7 separate regions of the Mus musculus genome follow, and regions 1, 2, 3, 4, 6 and 7 are each linked to region 5. The links are chromatin contacts, called in public promoter capture Hi-C maps. All regions are on one chromosome and are shown on one strand. Each heading gives the region's core, a stretch centred on a gene start, on an enhancer-like site or on the middle of the called end of the contact. The rest is flanking DNA. Distances are from core to core; before and after follow the strand shown. Region 1 overlaps Nrxn3 (neurexin III). Region 2 overlaps Nrxn3 (neurexin III). Region 3 holds the start of Sptlc2 (serine palmitoyltransferase, long chain base subunit 2). Region 4 overlaps Nrxn3 (neurexin III). Region 5 holds the start of Adck1 (aarF domain containing kinase 1). Region 6 overlaps Nrxn3 (neurexin III). Region 7 holds the start of Snw1 (SNW domain containing 1).

Evidence for each region. Promoter capture Hi-C pulls out the DNA fragments that hold promoters and counts their contacts.
Region 1: a contact with region 5 is called in a promoter capture Hi-C map of cranial neural crest. The contact joins the enhancer-like site here to the promoter of Adck1 in region 5. A contact is called at or near these places in 5 of 39 promoter capture datasets (the 3T3-L1 cell line, cranial neural crest, hippocampal neurons and 2 more).
Region 2: a promoter capture Hi-C map of hippocampal neurons shows a contact between it and region 5, with 8 times the contacts expected there. The contact joins the enhancer-like site here to the promoter of Adck1 in region 5. A contact is called at or near these places in 4 of 39 promoter capture datasets (the C10 cell line, cranial neural crest, hippocampal neurons and 1 more) and 1 of 115 datasets of contacts at active chromatin or transcription factors (embryonic basal ganglia).
Region 3: a contact with region 5 is called in a promoter capture Hi-C map of pre-B cells. The contact joins the promoter of Sptlc2 here to the promoter of Adck1 in region 5. A contact is called at or near these places in 6 of 39 promoter capture datasets (the 3T3-L1 cell line, the C10 cell line, cranial neural crest and 3 more) and 4 of 115 datasets of contacts at active chromatin or transcription factors (astrocytes, embryonic stem cells, large pre-B cells and 1 more).
Region 4: a contact with region 5 is called in a promoter capture Hi-C map of hippocampal neurons, with 12 times the contacts expected there. The contact joins the enhancer-like site here to the promoter of Adck1 in region 5. A contact is called at or near these places in 11 of 39 promoter capture datasets (the 3T3-L1 cell line, the C10 cell line, the HPC-7 cell line and 7 more), 4 of 484 Hi-C or Micro-C datasets (the G1E-ER4 cell line, the N1E-115 cell line, embryonic stem cells and 1 more) and 3 of 115 datasets of contacts at active chromatin or transcription factors (embryonic basal ganglia, embryonic stem cells and kidney).
Region 6: a contact with region 5 is called in a promoter capture Hi-C map of hippocampal neurons, with 6 times the contacts expected there. The contact joins the enhancer-like site here to the promoter of Adck1 in region 5. A contact is called at or near these places in 13 of 39 promoter capture datasets (the 3T3-L1 cell line, the C10 cell line, the HPC-7 cell line and 7 more), 4 of 484 Hi-C or Micro-C datasets (the G1E-ER4 cell line, the HPC-7 cell line and cerebellar granule neurons) and 1 of 9 other capture datasets (embryonic tail).
Region 7: a contact with region 5 is called in a promoter capture Hi-C map of pre-B cells. The contact joins the promoter of Snw1 here to the promoter of Adck1 in region 5. A contact is called at or near these places in 14 of 39 promoter capture datasets (the 3T3-L1 cell line, the C10 cell line, the SN4741 cell line and 9 more), 3 of 484 Hi-C or Micro-C datasets (LSK cells, the N1E-115 cell line and bone marrow-derived macrophages), 6 of 115 datasets of contacts at active chromatin or transcription factors (the SCID.adh cell line, astrocytes, large pre-B cells and 3 more) and 3 of 9 other capture datasets (adipose tissue, embryonic stem cells and liver).

Annotation. Positions count from the first base shown.
Region 1 is chr12:89,285,310-89,288,595 of GRCm38.p6, reverse strand. The region is part of intron 7 of Nrxn3 (neurexin III); the gene reads right to left. Among named protein-coding and RNA genes, the nearest start is that of Gm40537, 310 kb to the right of the region's middle. Within about 2 kb of position 1,650, at least 6 of the 459 cell types and tissues checked have an H3K27ac peak or open chromatin away from gene starts, as enhancers often do.
Region 2 is chr12:89,147,615-89,150,441 of GRCm38.p6, reverse strand. The region is part of intron 3 of Nrxn3 (neurexin III); the gene reads right to left. Among named protein-coding and RNA genes, the nearest start is that of Gm40537, 180 kb to the right of the region's middle. Within about 2 kb of position 1,256, at least 39 of the 459 cell types and tissues checked have an H3K27ac peak or open chromatin away from gene starts, as enhancers often do. A contact at or near this core is called in embryonic basal ganglia and hippocampal neurons, where this site is marked.
Region 3 is chr12:87,386,870-87,390,079 of GRCm38.p6, reverse strand. Sptlc2 (serine palmitoyltransferase, long chain base subunit 2) reads left to right here and starts at 1,725. Exons shown (of 12, transcript NM_011479.4): 1 at 1,725-2,034. The coding sequence starts at 1,909. Gm33444 (a long non-coding RNA gene) reads right to left here. Exons shown (of 3, transcript XR_381803.4): 1 at 2,402-3,210.
Region 4 is chr12:89,105,195-89,108,378 of GRCm38.p6, reverse strand. All of the region lies in intron 3 of Nrxn3 (neurexin III), which reads right to left. Among named protein-coding and RNA genes, the nearest start is that of Gm40537, 130 kb to the right of the region's middle. Within about 2 kb of position 1,773, at least 31 of the 459 cell types and tissues checked have an H3K27ac peak or open chromatin away from gene starts, as enhancers often do. A contact at or near this core is called in the N1E-115 cell line and hippocampal neurons, where this site is marked.
Region 5 is chr12:88,359,186-88,362,122 of GRCm38.p6, reverse strand. It overlaps Adck1 (aarF domain containing kinase 1), which reads right to left and starts at 1,609. Exons shown (of 11, transcript NM_001277297.1): 1 at 1,528-1,609. It also overlaps the pseudogene Gm5655.
Region 6 is chr12:88,989,671-88,992,950 of GRCm38.p6, reverse strand. The region is part of intron 3 of Nrxn3 (neurexin III); the gene reads right to left. Among named protein-coding and RNA genes, the nearest start is that of Gm40537, 19 kb to the right of the region's middle. Within about 2 kb of position 1,965, at least 2 of the 459 cell types and tissues checked have an H3K27ac peak or open chromatin away from gene starts, as enhancers often do. A contact at or near this core is called in hippocampal neurons, where this site is marked.
Region 7 is chr12:87,470,945-87,473,802 of GRCm38.p6, reverse strand. It overlaps Snw1 (SNW domain containing 1), which reads left to right and starts at 1,504. Exons shown (of 14, transcript NM_025507.2): 1 at 1,504-1,555. The coding sequence starts at 1,542.

The sequences.
Region 1 (3,286 bases), core at 401-2,900, 930 kb before region 5:
ACCATGTTAGACTGAGGTTCATTGGAAATTGTGGGCTAGCCAGATAGAATTTGGAACTAGTCAGATAGACAGATATTGACTCCATACAAGACAGATAGTCCATTCAGGGAGATCATGAGATTATGAAATCAGACCATGGAATGCTGGTTAAACACTAGAATCCAAACACTTGACACTATTTTTCCCAAATCATTTTTGGGACAAAAAAAAATCTTATATCATCTTAACGCTAGAAATTGTGAAATATGAGAAAACTATCTTGTCCTTGAGCAATAAGTGCTATGAACAGAACAGACAAATGGCCATCTAATCCATTCTCTGAAAGGGTAAACAGGGACTGTGAGAAGCTGTATGTGAAAGGTAACCACACCAGCTAAGCAAGGAAGCTAAGGTACATAACACATACATTTGATGAATGCTTAAGGTCTTAAAATCACTGTGCTTCATAAATCAGACAACACACGATTTACCCTGCTCTGTTGGCCAATAATGAGAGCGATAAACTAAATAAAGTTCAGTTCAAATAAAGAAGTGGTTGTGACTGATAATAAAAGGGATATTAGAGTTTAAACAATGAGTTGGTTAATGGTACTGCTTGGAGTTTAACTAAGCTGTTTATTGGCAAGAAATAGAAAATTAAGGACTTGTAAGAGAAAGGGGAACACTCTTATTCTTGGAGTCTATTTGAAGGTAGTTAGCTGTGATGAATTTTTATGAAGAGAAACTTAAACTTTCATTTGCCTATAAACATTCATTACCTACAAAATAGAGTAAGGGAAGTATCAGGCAGCCAAGGATGGGTTTTCATTATGAACATAATTCTTGGAGGGCATGAGGGATTTGTGATCAAGTGGGTAGCCACATCCTGGCCACAGTTTCTTTTACACCAGACAGAAAATCTGGTCAAAGTTATGATAATCACTCTATATCATAAGCTAGTGGGAGCTAATAGAAGCTCTCTTTAAATTTAATGTTGCTTAACTAATGTTTAGGCAAAACAAGCTAGTTATACATGTGTACAGGTGATCCAGCTGATTTGCTCCTATTTACAGTAATTACCTTCCATGTCTCTGAAATACTTCTTAATTGGATTTCCTCATTATTGTTATTTAGAGCCTAATGTAAGCTCTTTGGGGCAAATAGTGACACTGCCAAAATCTGGCACGAGACCATTTACTAGCTCGTGTACCTGCCACATGCTTTTTTTCCACAGAACCCTGTTCTGGAGGAGGCTAATGGGTTATGGGAGCTTCCCTGTGGTGTCTTGCTTTCTCCAAAACTGTTATGGTTTCAGACTCTTCTGTGACATTCTGGATGAAGACTTGGAAGTAAACCATCGCCAGATGCTGTCAGTTCCTGTGGGAAGCCAGCTAGGAGAGAGAGAAACCTCACAGGAAACAACATGAGGAAACAATTAGCTACAGTGATAATATGATTTGTTGAAACAAAGCTGCACCACAGTGGGGTAAACTGCATAGCTTCGGAGTGCAAGAAACTGAAATAAAATAGATTTCTCTATTTGAAACAACCTACATCATAAAAAAAAATTCCTATAAGTTCACTGCTAGACAAGGCAGTAGGCTACAAGGTGGTCAACTTTCCTCAGACCAGAAAGAATTTCTGTGGATAATTGGATGCATTCCCATCTGAACTGGTTTTCAGAAAACAGTGCTGAATTGAAAGGCATAAACCTTTAAATGTGTAAAGCTAGTACCATCTAGAGATGAACAGTTAACAATACTATAGTATACCCTTGAAACTTGGCTAAGAGTGTAGGAGGCACAGTATTTGTTATTCTGACACTCACACACACAAAGAATACTCAATAGTAAGATAAGAATTTACAGATGTGACAGATCAGTTTATAGCAAAGGTGCGGTGCTGTTTTCACAGAAAAATATTTACTTCAAACTCAACTCATCATGCACATGCATTCCATACATATGAGACCTTTTCAAGCCAGTTGCACCCTAATAAAACAGTTTAAACAAAAAAGAAAGCATGAAGAATCAAGGCTTACAAGGCTGTACTGGCTTCTAAGCTATGCATTTACATTACCTCTTGCTACCCCAACAGGCCTTGCGTTTTCTAATGCTTAGGCTTGAAAGGGGGATTGAGTTGAAGACTTAGTTCCTCTTCTTACTTCCATCTTAACTTCCTTGCTGAGGAGGTGAGAGAGATCCTACCCAAGAACTCTCCACTCTGGGTGAACGGGATATCTGGGTATCCTCAGAAGCTCCTGTACTCTCCCCTTGGCAGTTCTAATTGATAACTACAAATGACAGGTACAAAGCTCAACATAAAATTCCCTAAAAGTCTGACTGAGCTTCAGATCCTCCACAACACGCACCTTGAGGGCATTCAGGGGAGTGCTGTGAGCAGGAGAAGTATGAGGAAGTGAGGCCCTAGCCATAGATCATAACACAGAGGATATTCATGGACAAACCACTGTACTTCTGTGACCTCAATAATTCCCAAGACTGGGCAACAAAAGAAGCAATTCTGGATCCTCAAATCCTGTCCATTCCTGGTAAGATGGGATAGCTTGTTCTTACACATGTCCTCATTTTTTTCATCTGGCATTTGCCATAACATTCTCACCAGAACTGAGTCAGAGCAGGTACCACCATCATGCCTTTTAATCTCTAGAACTAGAATGTAAAGGATACGTATATATCAGGATATATATATATATATATATATATATATGTATATATATATACACACACACACACACACACACACACACACATATATATATATATATATATATATATATTCAGGCATTTCATTATAGTTAGTGATGAACACACTCCAATCTTGTCAACAGTGGGCACCTAAAGGGACACACCTCTCTCATTGTGACAATCAGCCACAGTGAGTACGTCACCTCAGTCTTAACCACTGTCTCCTAAGTCTACTCATACATGAACGGAAGACAACAGAGGCCACAGCACAGTTATTTTCATCTCATTCATAGTCTCATCCAATAAGATATTTACATGTCTATTTAAAGATGTGTAATTAAAGTGTGTGGGATAGGGACAGAGATGTAGACTAGTGATAGAATGCTTATTCACCCAAAACCCTTGGTTTTGATCCCTAATCATAAAGAAAGTTAAATAATAAAATAAAGCAAGATGTAAGTGCCAACAAGCACTGTCATAACCAGAAAAAATATAAATTACGACCTAAGACGACAGTCTCAGGACAGGAAATTATTGCAGATAATTATGTCTTAAGAGCTAATATGATTGAGCTATGTACTTCGATGCTGGATATAAAG
Region 2 (2,827 bases), core at 7-2,506, 790 kb before region 5:
AACCTTGGTTTTGGTTTTGACTTTCACCAACCACAAGAAGAAATGAAAACATTGTTGGAATTACCTAGTCACACTCCATTTGCATTTTTCTACAAGGAACTTGATTTCAGATCTATAGAGTCTAGAAAGTGCATGATGTAATAACTTAGGAAGGGGTGTGGGTTTTACGAAGATCCAGCCACATAGATCTACAACAGAACAGTTAATCAACAGCAATAGAGAAAAGACTCTCCTTGTTCAGCCCAAAGATGTTCTACACCCTTTGCCTTGATGTTCAATAGACTTTTTGAAAGTAATATTCTCAGCCACCAAAATGGTCCAATTTTTAAGTCAGACTATGCTATGACCCTTTTGTATGCCATGAATTCCTGATACAATGGGTGGCACTGGGTAGATATGTGCATTTGGACTTAAAATATTAAAAGCAGTCTACCCTTATCAACAACTTAATGCCACTTTATTGGGAGAATCTATAAGAGCCTAGACATGTAAGAAAAGAACTATAGACCTTATGAAGACTGGCAGCTTGAAAGTTTTTTATGATAGAGATTAATAATAACTATTATTAATGAAACTTGATTCTGATGAGGTGAGCAGAAATTGGCAGCTGGAAATTCTCCGTGTAGTTGAAAGAATCCTGTGTGTAGGGCAGAAAATCTGACTTGGGAATGAAGGTCCTGACAGTTACTTATGTAAATTTGGACAAACTGGTCAACATTTCTAAGCCTCCCTTTTAGACCCACAGAATACTTAGCAGCATGCAAGCCCTACTTGTCTGGGGGAGTTGTCTCGCCACCCAGATTGAGGGAAAGTGTGTTTGAATGTGCTTTGTGACTTGTAAGTCATTATGCAAATAATTGCTCTTATTCTATGTGCATGTGTCCAGGCAAAGCCATGACTGATTCAGAGAAATGGAGAAAGTATGGTGGGAAATATGCAAGATGAGAGGAAATAGAAATGAGCAATGGGGGTGAAAGGGGGAAGAGAGAAACTGCCTAGGGCATGAAGGGATAAAAAGAAAGGAAGGGATGTGGAGGGAAACTGGTGCTGGTACAGTAACAAATAAATCCCCCAGCATGACAGCCTGCTGCTGAAGCATTTCATTTTCCCACAACATAATGGTGTGTTATTGCCCATTATCTGTTCTGTCAGTGCCAGAGTCGATATTAAATGAGGGGCAGCTGCATTTAGCTGCCATTTTTCAGCTGTCTCCACGTTGCCATGGAAACCCAGTTGTTTCTTGGTGAACCTGCCAGTAAAGAGGAGGGGGGAGGGTCAGGGAGAAGGGGAGCAAGTGCTGCAAGAGGTTGGGGTGTCAGGGGTGGAGTGAGAAGGGCTAAGGGATGTGGCAGAGGAGAGGGGGAAAAAAAGAACAGCACAGAACAGGTTTGTCACACTCTGCCTGCACCTGATAAATCAGCCATTTCGCAGGCACCATCTATACTCAGGCAGCAGATTCTCCTTTGCAGTGCCTCTCAGCTCGGACTCTCCAGGAGCTCACTAGGTGTGGGTTCTGAGATCATCCAGTTTCCCTCCTTTTACTCAACATCCTTCTCTCCTTCCTCTACTTCTTCCACTCACCCCGATGCCATTCTCAGATGGGCACTGGATCTCTGACGAACGTACAGGAGAAAACCATCTCATTTTACTAAAGGTATTATCAGGCTTTTGCACAATCGACATGCCCTCTTCTATAAAATATTCCTTTTAAAGAATCACCAGATGCTTTCTTAGTTTAAGAAATCACTGAGATATCCTGACATCGCAAATTTTAACAGAAAACTGAGCCAGATAGTCACATTACCGAGAACTAAACCTTCAGGGAAGAACCAGCTCAGAGCCTGGAGTGGTGGGCTCTCAAGCAGACTTGAAAAGTCATTTTTGGTCCGAGGCTCCTTATACATATGTACTAGAGGGCTGACTGCCTTGTTTGGCCTCAGTGGGAGAGGATGTGCCTAATTAATTCTTTAGAGATGTGATGTTCCAGGGTGGGGGTATGCCTGAGGTGAGGATCTTCTCAAAGGCAAACTGGAAGGAGGATGGGGAAGAACTCTATGAGTGGGGCTAGGAGGGACAACATTTGAGATATAAGTAAATAAAATAATTAATAAATTTTTAAAACAGTAATTTTTGACTCAAAGTGGACAGCAACCAACATAGGAGGCTGATGGACCAATCTTTTAATTTTTTTCTTCAAAATTTCTAAACTATAAACATTGGCACAAGTCTAAAAACTAATCCTAAATGATAGTTACATGGACTTTCACCTTGTAATTGTCTTAACCTAACATAGTAAAAACATGAAGCATAGGAAGACTAAAGAATTTAACCAAACTCATCACTTCCCCAAATATAACTCCCTAACTCGAAATCTCCCTTCTTTCTTCTGTGTTTCTCCTTTTCTCTCATGCAACTGAGATAAGGAGAGCTATAGATGGATCTTTCTAAGTTTTCATCCCCAATTTTAATCCCACTTTCCACAGAGTCTTTGCTTCACGTTTACCATATCTCATAAGCAATTTTGCTTGTAGACCAAGGCTTTCCAAGAATCCTGATAACTGTGAGATAATTGTCAGGGCACCACACATTGATTTTCTAACACAACAAAGCTCATTAGTACCTTACCTATGTCATGCCTTTTCTATTATAGTCACCCCTTTTGGACTCTTAATTAACCAATTACAATAATAAAAAAAATGGCAATGTGCCTGTTCTATACTTTCTTTTTTTTTTTTTTTTTGAGGGTGTCGTTTCTCCTTTATTTTTATTTTTTTTCCATTTTTTATTAGGTATTTAGCTCATTTACATTTCCAATGCTATACCAAAA
Region 3 (3,210 bases), core at 476-2,975, 970 kb after region 5:
CAGCTGGCCAGAGAACTCTAGGAACCCTTTCATCTCTGTGTCCTAAGCATGGGGATTTTAACTAGATGCTCAAAATCTGGACTTAACTCCTCTTGTTTTCCTGGTAGTATTTCACTGATTGAGTTACTTATCCCCACCCCATCATGTTTAAGACAGGGACTCCTATATCCCAGGCTAGCTTGGACAGGTTATATATACAAAGATTATCTTGAACATCTACACTCCTGCCTCTACCTCAGGAGTGCTGAGACTGTATCAATGCATTACTATGCTTAGCTTAAAGGCATACAGAGCTTTTTTTTTTTTTTAAAAAAAAAACTTTTAAAAAGGAGATTTTAATTTATGTCTGTGAGTGTCTTGTCTGCATGTATGTATGTGCACCAAGTTTGTGTCTGGTGCCCTGGGAAATCAGAATAAGGCTTTGATTCCTCTGGCACTGGAGTTATAGATAGCTGTGAGCCACCATGTGGGTGCTAGAACCAAATCCAGGTACTCTGGACAAGCAGTGTCCAGTACTTCACTGCTGAGCCATCTCTCCAGGCCCCATAGAGTTCTTTTTGATTCTCGTGTTCACTTTTGAGATCAAAGGGTTTGTGACTTGAAAGTTTTGTCCTTGCTCCACTTGCTGTTAAGAGTACCTCTTCTAAATCAAGCAAAACAAATAACCTTGCCAACGCAGTTCTAAAGCTCCAGGGGAGAAGGGGTTGTGTGACACAGGGATTCACACAGATGCATTCGGCAATTAATAATAACCAGCACTTAATGAATACTTACTAATTGCCAGGTCCTAAGCAAAATACATTACAGGCATTAACTCATTAGATTCTCTTATGGCAACTGTTATTATCCCCCTGAGCAGAGGAACATAGAGGTCACTCAGCTAGTAGGTGAGGCAGCCAGGATTCAAACCTAGACTGAGTCATACTCTTAATTATGACATTGATTTTTTTTTTTATGGGTAACTAAAGGTCTTTGTAATGCTGAAATGTAGATCAATTTCTTTTGCTACTGATTTGGATTAGGTATTGTGATAGGTGTCCAGCGCTTTACTAATGTAATTCTGGCAAATGAGTCCATGAAGCAGGAAGAATTTTAAAAGAACTTGGCTCCTAAAGGAGTTAATTCCTCAAGTTTCAGTTTCAGTTATCACAAGATCTGGAAACAGATCAAGTCTCCTGACTTTCAAGGAAAGTCTTCAAAGGAAATTGCCCTAGGAAAACCCGGATAGAAACAAGTGATGTGCGCGCGAGGCGTTCGCGTAGTTCACAATGAAGAACAGTGAGAGACTGTCAAAAAGGCTATTCTATTAACACCCACAGAGGAATTTGCTAATGAAATAAAGGAGCTGCCTGTCTTGGGCTCGGATTCAACCTGAGAACCTCTCGGGAGGAAGGGCACAGAGGGCAACCACCACCAGTGCTAGAGAACCGGGAACAGGCTCTGGAAATAGGCTCAGCCCCTGTTTCTTTCTCCACACTCTAATTGGCTGTTCCTTTCCGGGCTCCGCCTCCTTCTCAACCTGGACCAGTAGGCGGCAAAGCTCCACCTACGACCTGGCTAGGGCTCCAATCAATTGCTCAGTTCTCGAGTTCCTCTGAAGAAGTCCCCTTGATGTCTGCAAGCCGCTTTTCCCTTGCTCTTAATTCGCCAGAATCAGCATGAGATCCGCCCCTCTCGCCTTTGGATTGGTCAATAGCCGATAGACCCCGCCCCATGTTCCCTCCGGCTGCCGGGCTTCGGCGAGCCCCGTCTTCTCGGGTGGCCCCGCCCTCGCGTGACGGCCGGACCGGGAATTGGCAGCGGCGCTGCAGCCATTTCCGGTTTCGGAGAGGTGGGTGCGGTGCGGAGCGGGAGTTGGCTCCGCCGCCACCTCCAGAGCCTGTCCTGCTGCCGGGTGCTGCCGGGAGGATGCGGCCGGAGCCCGGAGGCTGCTGCTGCCGCCGCCCGATGCGGGCGAACGGCTGCGTCAAGAACGGGGAAGTGAGGAACGGGTACTTGAGGAGCAGCACCGCCACCGTCGCGGCTGCCGGCCAGGTACGATGGGATCGAGAGGCTGGGCGAGATCGGGGCGGTGGGCCGGGACCCCCGCGAGCCGATGCCCGGGCTGGGCCGGGCCGGGCCGGGGAGGACGGGCAGCCGCGCGGGCCGGTCAGTGGCCGGCTGGCGGCTGGGCGCGGCTCAGGTGTGCTGAGCGACGGGGAGCCGGCGCTGGCTGGGCCTCCCCCCTGAGCGGGAGGGAGACTCAAGGGCAGCGCGGGACTCTACAACTATGTGGGGCTCCCTCACCGTGAGGGGCTCCTCGGTTCTGCCCGCTTCTCCAGTTATTCGAGCCTTCCCAGTACTACCCGGCTCCGCAGCGATGAGCTGTGGTTCTCTGCCCTGCGGGGGTCCCAAGGTTTACCTGGTTTCTTAGGTGTGCGGTGTCCCCTAGTTCTGCCTGGCTCTCCAGCCTCCCGGGGCTCCTCAGCCACGCGGGACTCCTGAGGTCTGCCCGGCTCCTCAGCATTTGCTGTTCTGAAGGGCCCTGGAGGCTGGGCTTCCTCTGCAAGTCTCTGGTTCTTAACCATGTGGATCACGCAAAAAAAAAAAAAAAAAAGTGCAGGCCGCTCCTAGTGGGAAGCAGAGGAAATCTTTCCCTCGAAGTCCGGCGATACTTTCTCGGGTTCCTGCCCGGGTCCCCTCGAGTACATGCTTCCTGTAGAGTCTTGCAGCCCCAAAAGGAAGCTGACGCTCTGAGAAAGTTAGGCAGTGCAGTTGTGGAAGCACAACCGGACAGCCTCTTCCTATCACGTTCTGGACTTCCTTTATGGGGAAAACCTTGGCAGGGAACCTCCTCGGGGGTCTTGTCTTGAAAATTGTCCCGTTGTGCGATTGGTGAGACCCCCATCCCACCATCCAGATAGGATTTTAGGTGGCCCCTTCACGGCGCAATAGAGCTATCGTGGAGGGCGTTGCTTAATCCAGTGGTAAGTTGTCATGAGTCCTTGTATTAATTAACTGAAGTTGAATCATCAACCATATCCATGAACTTCTAAACTATCTTACAGAATTCTGAATTCCTAGCAGTATTTTGCTTGTTTCCAGACATGGTTTCTCTGAGTAACAGCCCTCTCAGGCTGTTCTGCTTTGTAGACTAAGCCTGACTTCCAACTTAAAAGAGATCTGCCTTTGCCTCCCAAGAGCAACTAAGACCCCAACACCTGGCTTTCC
Region 4 (3,184 bases), core at 524-3,023, 750 kb before region 5:
ATGTAATCATTCCAAGTGTAAGTTCCTCTTAGTCTCACAGTATCTCGAAAAATGACTAGCATAGTTAGAAACACTCCCTTCTGTTCCTCAGCCTTAACACAGTCTTAGCATGCCAGCAGATTCAGTATCATCTTTGGACAGACTTCATGGTTTACAGACGCTACCTGGTTGCTGGGATCTCATAAAGGAGAAGGAACAAGCTAAGCCTTTTCATAATCCTGAGTTATCTACCCTTGTTACCCAATCACCCCTCCATATCCCAAGCCATCTCATCAGTGATCAGGTATCACCATGTTGAAGTTTAGGTGACATAAAGGTCCTAGAAATAAAACTACAAGCCCCACTTCTATGCATGATCCAGCTTCCCTTACTCTCTCTACAGTCTCCACCTCACACCAGAATTTCACCTCAGAACCTTGTCTATGGCTTTCGGGCTTAATTAAAATAAAAAGAACAAAATGTTAGTCCTTCTTTCTTATAAGATAGGAGGATAGTTTAAAACCCAGAAGAAAGGGATACAAAAGGAACCTTGAGGATGGTGGGAGGGACACAGGAGGAGGAACCTTGAGAGGATGATGGAAGGGATGCAGGAGAGTAAGCCTTGAGAGAATTGTGGGAGGGATGCAGGAGGAAAATACTGTAAGAGTGGAGAGAGGCTCGGAATGGGTATTCTGCAGGTTATACAAAGATAACCTGGAACACCTTCCCTAACTACTGGTCCTAGTATTATTCTATACTCATTCCTGAGCCAAAGGGCCTCCAAGCTAATAAAGCTAACAGAAGAAAGACCAGTCAGAACTGACAACATAATGTTCCTACTATGAATAGCAACGATGCTTGCTACCATTACTATTATTCATAATAAAGCTATTTGTGCCCCACTCAATACGAGGTTGAACAAGCCCATTAAGAACAGGAAACCTATTTCCTGACCAGTACTGTTTACACACATCACGAGGAGACACTTGCTGGCTGGGAGAGCCCCATTTGCTCTAACACAGACTTGGCAGAAACCAACGGAATGAAAATAAATCCCTCAAGTAGAATTGCTGTGTGGTCACTGAGGTCATAGATCCTGTCTGGCTGTGCTATATGCTAGTATGAAGAAACAGCAATGACCAAGGTCACCTTGCTGTCATGCTGAAGACAGGGACCCTCCTGAGGTCAGCTGAGCACGATCTAATTTGCATAAACAACTCTTGGGAAAGCTGTGAACTAGTAAGGTAGTTCATTACCTACACTGTTAGTCCTGCTTCCTTCATCTGGCCCTTGTCCTGCTCCCCCCTTGACCACTGAGAAACCCACTCTCTGCAGGGTCCTCTGAACCATAAGACTGTCCAACCCCACCACCCTACTGCCTCCTCAAGATTCCATTTCCCTCTGTCAGTTTCTCTCAAGAAAAGGTTATGCCTAAGTGACTCATTTAACAAAACCAACAGTGATGTTTAAGGGTCCTCAATGGAGGGTCGCAAGATACAATGCCCAAGCCAGTTAAGGAAGAAGACCAAATCACATTCCCCAGGGACATTCCACTCAGACAGAAAATTGAAGGATCCAAGCAATGAATCCATAACAGCTACATTCCAAAGATCTGTGACAAGTTGCGACCACTTTGATACAAGGGGCTTGTGGAACCTCTGCCTTCTCCCCTTGAATGATTCCTATATTTTCAGCAGTGCATGGCTTTGTGCCCTAAGGTTGGTTTCCTAGGATGTACAGCGCTCCACATGTTCGCACCAAGTGAAGCTTTCTTCCCAGCAGAGGGCAGCAGCCGCCAGAGGCTGGAGCACGGTGCAGCCATCTCAGAATGAGAGGACAGAGGCAGAAGGCAGGAGGGTGGGGGCTGGGAGGCAGCAGACCGGGTTTGCCACTTCATCATTTGTTGTCAGCTGTCACCTCTGGTACGATCTGGCTTTCCAGCCACTGCCCCCATAACCTAGTACTTTCTGGCTGGACTGCCTCACCCTGATCTGCCAGTGTGAAAGGCTTTGGGTTATTAATCTGACCCGTGGAGCAAAAGCACATTTAAACCTCTTAGCTTTCCCTTACTCAGCTGCTGACGCCACATGGAAAACTGGAAGAAAAAGAGAAAGACCAGAAAAGATCCAACCTAGCTCTGCTCCCTCCGTCAATCTGCCCAGCTCTTTATGCAAAGATGGGGCTGAGGAGGGTCCACTCAGTGAATGGATAGCCACTACATATCTTATCCTGGGCATCAGCCAAAACCAGCAGCAACATCACACCAGTCAGAAAATCAGGCTTTCAGAGTGTCCTTTTGGGGTCAGCAGGCTTAGCACAGGATGCCAAGATTGCTTTAGACAAATGAAAGCAATCAAGCAAGAAACAGAAAAGAACTACATAGAAGAGAGTTATAGGTGAGTAGATGGTGTTCTGGATGTTGACGCAATAGGATCTGCTGAAATGCATACCCAGGGTCTAATGTTTGTCATGCATCCCACAGCCCATTTTACTTGACTTAATTACTGATGCTGAACTCACTGGTCTATATTTTTTTTTCCTTTCCAGTTTTCTTCTATCTGTAGGTCACAGTTGAGGCCATGGCAAATCCCTGATTTCTCAGTGAGTTTACCAGGATGCCCAGAGTTCTGTTTATACCTCATGGAGAGAACCAATCGCCCACCACCATCATGCCCAGAGTTGCTGGAAACTTCATTATTGGCATGTACATAGTGTTTTATAATATCTGTCCTCTCACATTTTGTATCACAGCAGAACATCATCATGACTCCATAAGATAGTCATTATTAGACCCATTTTGCAGACAAAGAAACCAAGGCACAGAGATTATCACAAATGGATAGTAGTGACAAAACTGGTAGTTTTGTGGTAGTTTCAACAGCTCTATGCTACCACTTTAGAATGCAACCTGACAGTCTAAATCCCTTCACGCTGATCACTAAAAGATTTTGATTGTCCAAGCACTACCTGAGGCAATGCTTAGATGCTTTCAAAACTCTTTCACACTAGGAAAAAGCTCTTCTCAAGTGATCAGTTTTAGGGGCAAGCCAGGGGGAAAGCCTACAGTTCCAAGAAATTCTATAGGAAAATTGAAAATAACTTTATTCAAGATGATATCTGAACTGAGCAGAATAGCAACACAAGGCATGCTCCTTAGTGTTCTACTTGATCACTGAATGTTAACTGAGACTCTGCTATGTTCAAA
Region 5 (2,937 bases), core at 360-2,859:
TGCTCAAATAAATAGCTCACATAACTTGCACAACTAGATTCTCAAGTACAGACCACTGGAGCTTCACTCTACAGACAAGGCAGTAGAAGAAATTGCCCAAAGGAGCCAAGGGAACAAATGCTAGAGTCCACGTGTGTCTGTGCCGCCAACAGAGTGCATATGAACAAGGAATTGGCTGGAGTGGCCAGTGGTTCTCTGTCTCGGACATTTAGTCCTAGATAACCCAGGCAGGGTGTGTCCTACTGGGAGACAAGACAGGGATGGATGGCTATACCAAGCACTCTAGCCATTCACCAGTCCAGTCTCTGGCAAGGAGGGGACTGAGGGGGTATGTTTGGAAAGAAATAAAGTGTGATAAATTCTCTCAGAAGTTAAAATCTCACACCATAAGGCCCGTTGAGTATCAGCCAAATACCACAGTAAAATAAGAGAGAATATAATCCAGGATAAAAAGGACCCAGGTGGCAAAACTACATGGATATATGTACATAAAGTAATGGGGTTGGGTTGCAGTGTGTAAAGCAGGTGCCATGAGTGCTACAACTACAATATCGAAGCTAGCCACAGGGACACAACCACCCCCCACCCCACCCCCCACCCCCACACACACACACCATAACCCAGTGTGACAAATCGATATGGACTTTTTCTTATAAAATAGCATTCAAACTTATAGTCCCCGGGGTAGCGACATGGCATCTCCTGGGTTCATGTTGGACATGCCGATCCCAGAGTTCAAATATCACACTAAAATCAGAAGTTTAAAGAGGAAGTGGGCTGAATTCTGTGTAGTAACAAGCCCTCCACATCACTCTGCTGCACACTACATACACACAGCCTGTGAACCACAGTGACAAGAAGACGCTTAAAGAAAAATTGTCACAGGACAAAATCCAATTCCTAGCAACTCCGCAACTATATCTTGAGCGCCTACTAAGCGCTAAGCTTCTCACTTTCGTGGCAAGTAAATGTCAACGAAGTCTGGGACAGCTGTACTATGAAAGTCTTCTCTCCGCACATCTGCTGGAAGCACTGGAAGTCTCCAAGGTACTGGGGAGTTAAGGAGACTGGAGCCTGTAGCAAGCCTAGGTGACCTGACTTCTGGGGAGGCCCCTGCTCTTCACCACTCCACGCTCATCGCCCCAGCTACCTCTGCGTGGGAGCCCACAAGGTCACCGATGTCTGAAGGCTGCCGGCGGAGCCACTCGTAGCCCCTCTTCACCTCTGCCTACTCCAGGGCACGCAAGGTTGGGCCACCCAAGTGGCCAGTCCACACTAAGGACCTCTAGGACACCGAGCGAGAGAGTCACAGCCAAGGGGGCGGGGCACTGCGAGTCACCTGAACCACGTGGTTTCGCCAGCTAGGGTGACAGGGTCACAGGCTCGAGTTTCCTCCCAGCTTCGTCTGGGCGGCAGAGCCTGAGCTCAAACGTCGCGGAGCACATCTGCACCGGACCCACCGCTCTCCACGTCCCGCACAATCTGGCAGCGGGATTGGCCAGGACTCTGTGCGCGGGTGCTACTCACCAGAGGGTAGGGAAGCTGCGCCGCGCAGCCCGGAACCCAAATTCCAGGAAACAGTGCTTTCGCCACCAGAGCGCCTACAGAAGCCGGTGCCGCGAGGCCTGCCGGGATTTGTAGTTCTTTTCTGTTCCTTAGACTAGAGGCCACAGCTGTGGTCCCTGAGCCAGAGGAAAACCTTTCCTTGTCTGCTAAGATACCGACAAAGAATCATACTGAGAATAATTTAAGGAGTCAAAGTATAGATCCATGTTTAATGGATGATGTAATTCTGGATCTGTAGATTTTAAGTAGGCATTAGATTCTAATTAGAATTCTAATGAGTGAGTCAGCTATTCCTGTTGAAACGAAGACCTTGAGAGAAATGAAATGAAACCTTGTTTCAGTGGAGAGAATTGTAGGAGAGGTTAAATATTTCTGTGAAAATTGCCATTATTATACGGAAGCAAAGCGAAGTCTCTGGTTTGACAAAATGCCTATTATCACTATTCATCTGAAATGCTTTGCTGCTACTGGAGTTTGATTGTTATGGTGGTGGACTTTCCAAGACCAACACTCCTTTGTTGATACCTCTTAAGCTGTCACTAGAAGAATGGAGCACCAAGCCGACTAATGACAGCTATGGATTATTTGCTGTTGCAATGCACAGTGGCATTACTATTAGTAGTGGGCACAAACTCTACTGCATCTGTTAAAGTCCCTGGCTTTTAACAGTCTAGAACTCGATGAGGGGAATTTTGTGGTTGACCAGATGTGTGAAATAGGTAAGACAGAGCCACTGAATGAGGAGGAAGCAAGGGGGTGGCTGAAAATTATGACGATGAAGTATCAATTAGATTTGGTGGAAAAGGTTTTGAACAACAACAATAAAAAAAATGTAGAAGGTATTGGACTTCTTGGAGGACAAAAGAGCAAAGCAGACTATGAGCTGTCCAACAAAACATCTAATCCTGATAAGGTGGTTGGGACCCCATTCACTGACAATAGAAATTCTGAAACTAATGATACTAATGGGACCCACGAATCTGACAGGAACGAAGACTCCAGTGACCCAACAGGCGTTAACATGAATGGAGTTGAGAATGAAATTTCCTATGCAGTGCAAAACTTAAAGGAGTATGAGGGGAAGTAGTTGCTTTTTGATGATTCTAAAGCAAAAGTTACATAATAGAAAGACTTTCTGAGTTCTCTTTGCCCTTCTACATCTCCTACATCAACTTCCTACTTGCCATTCTATAAAAAATTATAGTGAGTATATTTTCCCTGTAAATATTAAACAGACACGGACAGATGTTGGTAAAGTTGATTACATCTAAGGGTCTTTAGTTTATCTTTTGAAGCTATTGGATATTATTGGTCTCTCGAGGCTTTTACATACTTTTTACCTATTTTTTAAATACTGAAAACCATGTTGAC
Region 6 (3,280 bases), core at 716-3,215, 630 kb before region 5:
AAAGAAAGAAAGAAAGAAAGAAAGAAAGAAAGAAAGAGAGAGAGAGAGAGAGAGAAAGAGAGGGAGGGAGGGAGAGAGGGAGGGAGGGAGGGAAAGAAAGAAAGAAAGAAAGAAAGAAAGAAAGAAAGAAAGAAAGAAAGAGAGAGAGAGAGAGAGAGAGAGAGAGGGAGGGAGGGAGGGAGGGAGGGAGGAAGGAAGGAAGGAAGGAAGGAAGGAAGAAAGGAAGGAAGGAAGAGAGTGATCGTTTCTCCTTCTTCCCATGCCTTGATTGAAAAAGGGGCAATGACCAATAACTCCCTACTAATACAATGGGAATTAAAAGGTTTTATGCTTTGAGTTGGATATGTAGCTACGCAGAAACTGAGAAGTAGCCTCAACCCCTTCATCTTACCTCAGCAGAAATCTTCCAAGAGGTGAAAATCCATTGGCTGTTTTCACCATGGACTAGAATCACTTTCATCTTTATACCTCATGGGGAAGCAGAGTGCCATAGGGATGGAGACAGAATAAGGAGGCAGTGGCTTTAGAATAGGCAAGACACCACGGAATGCTACCTGTCAAAATACCCACATTTATTTGGGGAATCCCCAGGAGCAAAGCCAACAGACCGTGGAACTAGTGTAGTGTGCCACCTTCTGGTAGGATTACATATTACACAATTTCTTGATTCATGACTGCTCACTAGCTCTGGGCTTGGAAATAAAAAGAAACCTTTCAAAGCCAATGTTGTGTTTTCATAACATCTCCAAGACCAAGGCTAGACCAAGAATGACCATGATGAAATGTGTCTTTAACAGTTCCCATGTCCTTATTCCAAATTGGAACCCTCATTCAAGCTCCCATTTGACTATACAAGCCCAATGTTCTCAGTCAATATATCAATAGCCATGGGTAGCTGCTCACCTCCTCTAGCCATACTCTACTGCCAAAGGTTAAGAGGACAGGTAATGCATACATTGCCCTTACATGTGCATTTAAGTAGGTTCTGGACAATTACTGCAATCCAGGCACTATGCTAGATCTGATCTCATCTTCCAGGATCTTATCATCCATTGAGGAAAGCAGTGATGTACTTAGGTAATCACAAGTCCCTTCTTGGGGTAAAATGTTCATAGTAAAGGAAGTCTAGGTAGGAAAAACTACCACTTATGGTTAAATTAGTCAGAAATGGCAGTGTTTGATCTCTGAGTTGAAAGATAAAATTTTAACAAAAAGAATCAGAGAAAAATACATCTGGAAAAGTTAAAACAATGCACAAAAGGCAAAAAAAAAAGTAGACAATTAAAGACCTTTTAATAGAATACCTGTACCAAAGCATACCAGGGGAGAATCGTGACAGCTACCACCTACCCAAACTCCTTTTAAAATGTGATCTTCATCACCTTCAGTTATTGCTGCTATGAAGCCCATTTTCTTGATGGAGAAAGTGAGTCTTTCAGAGGTAAGGATTTAGTTTATTGTGATTCCATGTTTTGTAAGGAGAATACACAACCTAGGGATTCTATCCCCTATAGCCTGGATGGTAGCAAGTACAATAAACAAAAGAAAATGGTTGCAGCCATTTCATGGAGGGCAAAGAATCCTTTCAAAAGCAGAGCAGGAATGAGTTTTCAAGGTGGTCTTCTTCACTGTCTATCCATCCAGACATGGTGACTCTTCGCTGGTTATTATCTTTCTTCTTAGAGACATACTCTAAGCTATCCAGCCATATATTCACAAGCTTGAAATCCATAGTAAAGTTATCTCTTCTTTCCCCCAGTGCATTTATCTGTTTGTTTGATTTTTCTGCTCACTGCATTATATGTTATTAGGCCTTAGGGTGCCTCCGTGAATTAAAGCGATACAGTCAAAATGTATGATTAAAAGGCTGAGAGGCAATAATAGCAACATAATCATACAGAGCATTCATATCCCACTTTAACATCTGTTGTCTCACTTACTCACAGAAAAATCAGCAGCACTCCGAGCCGGGAATGACAGAATGTTAGCAACTCAATTTTACCAGTGGGAACATTGAAACAGAGAGGTTGGCTAGTTTGCCTGGGGCCACAGAGCAAGTGATTGGAACTGTCACTAAATCTCCTAGCTTCCAGCCCAGACTTGTTTCCACAGAACTGTGGTCTCTCTACTCAGGAAAGATAGGTTTAGGAGATGAGAGGGCCCAGGTTTCTTACCTCAGGGAGTTTTGGGTACGGCACCATGGACAGAGAACTCAAGGCTTTTTGAGGGGGAAGCGGTTTGGTTTAGGTGAGTATGTTTGGACATGCACCACTATATCCAACTCAGCATCATCCTTCCATGACACACAATGCTACTCTCCAATTTAAAGCTCTCAAGCTAAATTCTCTGATGCTGACTAAAGGGTATGCTCAGAAAACTGTATACAGGCCATGACATAAAAATCACCTCGAAATAAGGCCAAGACTAGAAGAGGAAAGCCGCATTTAGGTCGAAGCAAACACAAACACTAATGGAAGCAGCTGCTACGTCTTCACCAGGTAGTCTGGGGCAAGTTAGCCATAGTGACATTTACCCTGCACTACCCCTAATAAGCCAGCTACAGTTAGCCAAGATTCTCTCTTTTCACATTCCAACATATTATAAGGACCACCTCCCTTATAAGCTATTAAATCTAAAAATAATGCTATTTGTCTGTGGAGCTGTGGCTTTGTGTCAGGTCCTGGGCTTGTTCTCCAAGTGTTATGTCAATTATTTCATCCTTTTGGTGACTAGTACAAGATCTATCTAACATGTGCAGGCTATGTGAAAGACAATTTGGAGAAATAACCGTGTGCTATTTCAAAAAAAAAAAAAAAAAAAAAAGACAGTGAGTCTGGAGTCTCCCAGCTATGTGATCTTGATTCTTAGTTAACCCCTAAGGGTTTAACAGTCTCTGCACCAGTAAAACTGGGGAGCTATGCTTTTTTGTGACATTGTCAAGAAGACTACAGAAAAAGCAGCCAATACCCAGAGAACAATGTGAGCACCTAGTGGGTGCTCAAATGAACACTATTTTCCAATCCTCTCTTAACATTCACATGTGACTTTGACCTTACTTAAGCCTATTTCCCCAGGCCCCACACCCCAACTCATTAACCCGATATGAAGATAAAAGTAAAGTTCCATAGAAGAAGGAATAGGTCAAGTGAGAATTTATTTATAAATCTGGAGAGAGCAGAATTCATAGTGAGGTTTTGTTTGTTTCCGTGATAGTGCATCTCATAATGACTGTATCAGAAAGTGTAGGAGGAAGAGGTTGACAAGAGTGACTAGTAAATGT
Region 7 (2,858 bases), core at 255-2,754, 890 kb after region 5:
ATTAAAGGTGTGCACCACCACTGCCCAGCCAGATCTACTCTCTTAATTGTGTTGTAGTAAAATTGCTGTTCTCTATATAACCATGGGATGATTAGGGATCATCAGGGTACAAGCACCCCAAACGATATGTCTCTGTGGAAAATGAGAATTGACTGTCAGAATACATATCCATCCCTTTCTTTCAATCCTACATCCTAGGTTTTGGGCTATGCCTTTCTGATTTCCCACATTCATTATTTTAACATTGCCCTCAGTAGCCTCTTTAGTCTCTCATTACCATAGAAAACCAGTGTGTGGCAAGAAGAGTCCTTTTGTTTGTTTGGCGTGGTGATTTACTTATGCTTAGTGCAAGGTGTGGTACTCTCAGGAGGTATGGCATTGTTGGAGGAGGTTTGCCACTGTGGATGTAGGACTTTGAAGAGATCTATATCTACTCAAGCTCTGCCCAGAGTGAGACAAGCAGTCTCTCCTTACTGCCTTCAAATTGGCTTGCTGAACTCTCAGCTCCTTCTCCAGCACTATGTCTGCCTGGATGCTGCTATAATGATAATGAACTGAACCCCTGAAAATTTAAGCCAGCTACAAGTGATATTTTCCTTTATAAAAGTTGCCTCAGTCATGGCATCTTTTCACAGTAATGGGTACACTAAGACAGTTTGGTTTTAGTCTTTTGAGACAGGGTTTCTTTGTGTAGTCTTGGCCATCCTAGAACTAGCTCTGTAGACCAGACTGGCTTTGAACTCACAGTGATCTACCTCTGGGATTAAAGGCATGTGCCTCAACTGCTGGACTAAGAACTGTCTTTCTTGAGCTGCATTCAGTGGCAAAGACCTTTGATCCTAACACTTAGGAGGCAGTGTCAAGCTGATGTCAGATCATGACCAGCTTGGTCTATAGGAAAAGTTCCAAGGCAGCCAGGACTACACAGAAAAACCCTATCTCAGAAAGAAATAATTGTCTTTCTTACCTGTCTCAGTCCTACTTCAGCTCCAAATTATCAGCTGAACTAAATCTACGCTCATTGATCTTAATTTCTAGCATCTTCTTTATTTGCCACACCCCACACTGTTTTTTAAATAATTCATTCGTGAAGCAAAATTTAAAGTAGATGACTGTTAACACAACGATTAACTATATGCACGGAGGGTGGCTTATAGTGGGGGATCAGCCAGACTTTGCATCCTATTCAAAACTCTTAAGCAGTACTATGTGTAGCGGCCTTAAAGCAGAGTTGGATAATAGTATTAGCGTCCCAAAATAAGGCTTTATATCATATTTTGTATTATCACTACTGACATGTTAAACAGAGACCCTGTAGCCTGTAAAATCTACAGAAGTAAGGAATTTCGTATGCTAAGGTAGTTGTTGCTAACGCACTTTCAACAGACTGGCTGTCACAAGTCTCTCTCAAAGAACTACAAGGCCCAGAGGGCCGTTCGGTCAGAGCGCCTGCGCAGTGAGCATTTTTCCATTGTGTTCCTCGTTCCCGGGCAAGACTCGCCCGGCGACGTTGTGGCCTGCGCAGGAAGAAGCGGAAGAAGATGGCGCTCACCAGGTGGGTTGTTGATTTGGGTCCTCGATACGGAAGGGTCTGGAGTACACATCTTTTCCTTTCTGCCCGTACTGTTCGGGCTGTGACCTGGCCTGAGGCGCAGAAGTAACTTAGTCAAAACCGTGGCTGGAACCTCTCTCGGGCTTCCTCCGCGACTAGGCCGCGCCGAAGCCGGGGTCTTTCCTTCGGGGCTTCCCGGGTTGAGTTCGCCCCCCCCTGTTCCGAGAGCCCTGACATGGCCTCGCCGCGAGGACCTCACATGTGCTTCGCGTAAGCGGCGCGGTAGATTGACGAGCGCCTTGTGGACTGCGGGCTGAGATGGTTGCACTGCGAAGCCGCGGCTTATTTAACCCCGCTAAGCAAAGCTCGCCCGTCTCGTGGGAGGCTTTCCAGCCGCTTGTATGTTTTGTGCTTCTCATTTTCTCCTGCTACTCTCTCTCTCCCGAAACAAAGATTTTTGCAAAAAAAAAAAAAAAAACAAAACAAAAAAACAAAGAGTTGGGAACGTCCGAGAACCGACCAAGTTTTTTTTTAATTGACAGCAGTAGGGGCTGCTGTTGACTAAATGCGCGCCGCTCCACCTTTTAACTTTGGATCTTAGAATTTCTTTTGTACATAGAACCACCTCCGGCTTTTGCTGTTCCTGGTTGCCCTGGTTACTGTATGTAAAGTGTTTCCAACCTTTAAGGAAAAGAAAATGCTAAGTGGGAGACTTCCAAAAAGTTATGTAACTCCCAACTGCTGTAAGTGGAAAAACTTTCCATGCAAACTCAGCTGGAAAAGTCTGATTTTAAAGAAGGTATTCACTTTAGGGCCTTGGATTGTACCTGTTAAACCCACTTCTCATATTTTTTCCTGGCTCATAACAATATGAATCCTAAGAATATTTTGGTTATATGAATTAAGGTTTGTTGTCCTGCTTTGCCCTAGAGGTAGTATATGTAGAATGAAAAAAAAATTTTTTTTAAACCGGGAAGATGGACAAGTGGGTACACGGATGAAAATAGTGCAGGCGGGAGGATCTCAGAGTTCCAAGGCCAATCAGGTCTGTATAGGTAGTTTAAGGCCAGGATTTAAAAACAAAAACAGAATAACACTGACCTGGTTAGCTTTAACTGTCTGCTTAACACCTGGTCAAAAGATATCAGGTGAAAAAATTGCCTAGAACAGATTGGCTTATGGACATGTCTGGAAAGGATTGTTTTTCTTGCTAAGAGATGCAGGAAGATCCAAACCACTAATGGCTGCTCCATTCCCTAGGCGGGATATCCTGAACAGTATAAGCTAGATGAGTATAAGCCACTCT